2 separate regions of the Capsicum annuum genome follow, and region 1 is linked to region 2. Evidence: chromatin contacts called from public Hi-C data. All regions are on one chromosome and are shown on one strand. Each heading gives the region's core, a stretch centred on a gene start, on an enhancer-like site or on the middle of the called end of the contact. The rest is flanking DNA. Distances are from core to core; before and after follow the strand shown.

Evidence for each region. Hi-C and Micro-C count contacts between places; a contact is called where the count stands out from the background.
Region 1: a contact with region 2 is called in a Hi-C map of leaf, with 4 times the contacts expected there. The contact joins the promoter of LOC107873011 here to the promoter of LOC107873013 in region 2. A contact is called at or near these places in 4 of 5 Hi-C or Micro-C datasets (bud, leaf and placenta).

Annotation. Positions count from the first base shown.
Region 1 is chr6:171,231,900-171,234,599 of UCD10Xv1.1, reverse strand. It overlaps LOC107873011 (aspartic proteinase Asp1), which reads right to left and starts at 1,427. Exons shown (of 9, transcript XM_016719700.2): 1 at 1,024-1,427. The coding sequence starts at 1,190.
Region 2 is chr6:170,810,072-170,812,771 of UCD10Xv1.1, reverse strand. It overlaps LOC107873013 (SWI/SNF complex subunit SWI3C), which reads left to right and starts at 1,370. Exons shown (of 9, transcript XM_016719702.2): 1 at 1,370-1,606; 2 at 1,727-2,260. The coding sequence starts at 1,588.

The DNA of each region.
Region 1 (2,700 bases), core at 178-2,677, 420 kb before region 2:
CCTTTCAAGAATATGTGAACTTCAATCAAGAAAAAAAAAACTAACGAAAAAATCATTTTAAAAAAGGGTAGATCGGTACACTGAAGCCCACAGTATGTGTGTGATTCGGGGAAGATCAGACCCACAAGGGTCTATTATACACAGATTTACCCTACGTTTCTGCACGAGGTTGTTTCCACGGTTTGAACCCATGGCGTCCTAATCACATGCAACTTTACCAGAAACTTTTAAAAAACACTCATTGACAATCAACATTCCCAAATTAATGAAAACACATATGGATCATGCTCTAGAAGAAAAATGATACTACAGCAGAACCTTTCAAGAATATGTGAACTTCAATCAACAAAAAAAAAACTTCAAAAAGACAATTAAATTCCAAAATTAATGAAAACACATATAGATGATACTTTGGCATAAAAATGATAGTACAATAGGGCCTTTCAAGAATCTGTGAACATCAATCAAGAAAAAAAACTTATCTATGCTCGGGGTTCGAGGAAAGGCCAGCTCACAAGGGTCTATTATGCACGGTCTTACTTGCATTTCTGCAAGAGGTGTCTCCACGGCTTCAACCCGTGAGCTCCTAATCACATGCCAGTTTTTAAAGAATTCATTGAAAATCAAAATTCCCAACTTAATGAAAAACAGAGATAGATGATAATTTAGGAGAAAAATGATAGTGCTACAACAGAATCCTTCAAGAATTTGTTAACTTCAAGCACAACTAAAATTCCAAATTTAATGAACACACAGATGGAAGAAAAAGTGATAGTACAATTCAAGAATTTGTGAACTTCAATCAAGAAAATAACTCATTGACAATCAAAATTTCCAAAATAAATGAACCCCATGAAATCACATTGACAGAACATCACAATTCAAGAAAATGAGTGAATACCCATCAGAACCTTCAAAAATTGTTGAACTTCAATTAAAAAAAAATAAAAAAAAAATCTAAAAATAATCAAAATTCCAAAATTAACAAAGCTCATGAAAATCACATTACAAAGAAGTGAATACCCATTAGGATATACATCTCCAGCAAGAGGGAACACAAGAGAGGAGGAACCAGATTTTAACTGCTTCTTCTTCCACAAAGGAAGATTAATAGAAGCAGAGAAGCAGCTTTGGAATGGCAGCAGAAAGTGCAACACCAACAGTATCAAAAATGGCGCTTTCATCATCATTTTGTTGGCAAAAGTAGTTGGAGCAAAATCAAGAAAAAGGCACTTTCTTGATCTCAAAAAGGTAAGCAGAAAAGGTTCAATTCAAGGATAAAGAGAACAAAGAGTTGCACACTTGCAGTCAATGCACATTTACTTTAAAATGTTTTTTTTTTAACTCGGTGTCTGGTATTTAAGTTTTTTTCAGGCACACTCTACAAAATATTCGGAAAGTGATAAATGGCCATAATTTTTTGGCCCAAATTTAATCATAATTGTGAAAAGATTTATATAGCTTTATTTTAGATTTTATCATATTTTTTCAAATAAATTTCCTCCAAGTTTTCTTAATAAATACAGTAATTTTTTACTATTTTTTAAACTTATTGAACAACTAAAATTAATTTATATAAGAATAATTAATAAATTTAATGTACATATATTATGTATTAAAAATATATAAATAATTATATATTTGTAACTAATTTTAAATGTAATTAATACATATTATTCAATAACTTTTCATGTAACTTAATTAAATACATCCAAAAGACAAATAAACATGAGTCTATAACCTCATTCAATAATGTAATTCTACTTTAATTCAAAAATTAAAATAATAATAATGAAGTTAATCAGTTTTGCTAAATGAAAAAAATAAATAAAAATTAAAATTACAAGCAATTATATAAAATTACAAGAAGTAAATATTGAGAAATAAAAAGAAAGAAAATGGATGATATCAAGTTAATTAAAAATTAAATTTCATCTGAATTTTGCTAAATCAATATAACAGAGGTTCAAAACAAATTAATTACGCTAGTGTAACCACATGTGTTTTGCATGTGTAACATTTGCTTATTTAAAATTAAATAATTTTATTTATTGCGGGATTTTTAATAAAATATAAAAAATTTAAATTATTTTTTGAAGATCCTTCACACTTTAATATAATAGTGTAAACATAAACATATATTTTAGTATAGGCATATAGAAATTTTACCACCAGAAGTCCTAAATGGTTAATAGATCATTACTTTTGCGTTTTTCATGTAGTACCTCTTCTCTTGTTGTCAAAGCTAAAAGAGACGTATCAATTTGAACCATATTTATAGTACAGTTATTTTTCTTTTTTTCCTATATTTAAAATCTTTCCTTATTTTTAAAGTCAAATCTTTACAAAATCATTAATTACATTCTTATTGCGTACTTAAAACTTTTTTAAAATTTGCCACTTCTTAAATTTTTCTTATTCTAAAGCTTTGATATTTATTTCTAGATTTTTTAAATCATCTGAAAATTAAATTTAGTTTATTTACAATTCTTAAACTAATGAAAAAGTGTTAGTTGTCATTAGTTTTGATGACTTCTATATAAGAAAATGTTTTACCATAAATATATTTAAATAATTTTTAACTCTTAAATATCAGAAAAAAATAGTGAAAAGAAGATTTTGTCTACAGTAAAGACTTTTAATGAAGGCCAAAAAATTTCAAACAATATTTATAGGGCACTTCACACCTTTAATATAATA
Region 2 (2,700 bases), core at 121-2,620:
CATCATAAAGAGCAAATTAACATAAGAAGGTAAACGGAACATGTATAAAGAACAAATTAATAGAAAAGGTGAAGAGAAACATTATTCACAAAATTTATGATAAATTAACATTTCTCAAGAATCAAGCTTAATTCTACAAATAAAAACTAAATTGGCTATTAGAATCAAACATTCGAAAATTAGAAGAAGGGTTTAATATTTATAATTAGTATTTGATCTATATGAATATTTTTCTTCAGTTTATAAAATATCATCACTAAAAAAAATTTAAAACGATAAAAAAACATGTATTTAAAATTTTATGATACATTCTTACAATTTTTCAGCTACTAACACACACAAGAAAAATAAAGTATATTGGTTTACCTTGATAATTGCTTTTAGAGTGATGAAGAAACATAAATTTATAAATAAAAAATAATATTAGAAGAAAATTACAACCAATATTGACCCAATGCTTAATTCTGAAAAGTTCATTGAGAAATGCTTATTCAAATATTTAAATTTATAGAACTTATATTTGGAATATCAAAAGGCATGAGAAGATAGAGTAATATTATGGATAATAATAATAATAATAATAAAACATTATGGATAATAATAATAATAATAATAATAATAATAATAATAATAATAATAATAATATAAAAAAATTCGGGAAGTGGGATGAATTATTTTTTTTCAAGAGGAAGAATAGATAAATTAAATAATAAAAAGTGTGATAAATAAGGTGAGGAAGTGAAAGAGTTTAATAGCATGAGATAATAATCATATTATATATTAAACACATTGTATTTAATTTCTAATAATATAAACATTAATGGGTGATTTTTATTAATTTTAAATAATTTATTAAGTTAAAAATAGGAGAAAATAATTCAAAAAAACCACAAAATAGATAAATGTCATTAAAGGCCTCTAAGACATGCCACATAGGATTGACTATTAATCTCTCTTTTATATATATATATATATTTGAAATGGTATTTGAAATTTGAAAAACAATCAAAATCTTATTTTCATATTTTTCACTTTTTTAAAAAAATTAAATTTTTATTTTTATAAAATAAACTTGTTTAATTACATTTCATGTTCAAATTATATTTTATATATTTTTTTAAAATATATTTAAATTTACTTATTTATTAAAAAATTCTGAACAAACACAACTTCAATTTTAATAATTATAAATAAACCGAATATTTATTTCATAGCCAAAATTAATTAAAGAAAATTAATTACCTTTACGTTACTCTCGACAGCTCGTACATCTTTTTCTTCCACCACTCTCTAATTTAGCGCGTGACTGCACACCACTAAACCAGGCAAGCGAATACTCACTCGTATTTATTATTGTGGGAAAAACACAGCTAGCGAAATTCCAAAAAAGGAGCTCAAAAATTAATCATCGAAGAGAACAGTAGAGAGAAACAATGAATCCATTCCCCCTTTCCCCAATTTTCTGTTTCTCTCTCTAAATATCTCACTTTCTCTCTCCAGAAACGAACGAATCTGAGACCCCACAAATCTCTCCTTTAAACCCCCTCTTGTTCAGAAGAAGACCTCCAAAACCCCAATTTCTTAGCAATGCCTGCTTCCTCCTCAGGTGCACTCACTACTTTGTCCTTATTTGTGTGAATAAATTTGGTTAATTTTACGTGCTTATAATAATTAATTAATTTCATTTTCATTTGGATCCGAGCTAATTAAATTATTGTTGTTGTAGAGACGAGGAATAGATGGAGGAAGCGGAAAAGGGAAAGTTTAATTTCGAGGAAAATGAAGAATCAGAACGATGAGGACGGGTTCGAAGACGAGGAAGATGAGGAAGAAATTGAGCAACAAGAGATGGTTGATGACCTCCAAAACCCTAATAATTCAGTGGATCGAAGTTATACAAACTCCGTTGTTGAGTTGGTGTCGGAAAGTAAGGAGAGGATTAGTGAGTTTCCGATGGTAGTGAGACGTGCTGTAACGCGGCCGCATTCATCCGTGTTGAATATTGTGGCTATAGAGAAGGCTGGGCAGAGTGGGGAGAGTAAGCAGAATGGTGGTGTGGTGTTGGAGAATTTGTCGTATGGGCAGCTTCAGGCACTTTCGGCTGTGCCTGTAGATCATCACGCGTTGTTGAGTGATGAAAGAGGAGAAGGGAGTGGGAGTGGTTCGTATGTGATTACTCCGCCGCAGATATTGCCTGGTCGCGGTGTTGTTAAGCATTATGGTAGTGCAGGTCGAATTCATGTTGTGCCTATGCACGCAGGTACTTGTACAATGTGGTTATAGAGAAATTTTTGTTGCATAGCATTTTCGTAGTTGATGGAACCTTTGTGTGCTTTCAAGTACCGAAATACTTGTTTAGTAGTGAATAATGATAAGAGTAATTTGTGTAACGTCTGTTGTATGCATTCTTTTTTGGCAATCTGAAAACGTAACTGTTGGAAGTTTCTTAATTGTACAGTAGAATTTCGGCATTTTCTGTCAGGACTTAACTAATTTTGTGAAATAAGGTAGTTGCATGGTCCAATGATATTGTTATTATAATTCAAAGACAGTTATGATCATTGGATTTAACAACTCAGTAATTTGTTGAAATTTAGGAGATGGAAGGTAATTACAGGTAATTGATCACTTATCAAATCAGTATGCCTGCTGGCAATGGGTCCTAAAAGAAGCGTGATATAGACACTTCTAGCGGTTGTA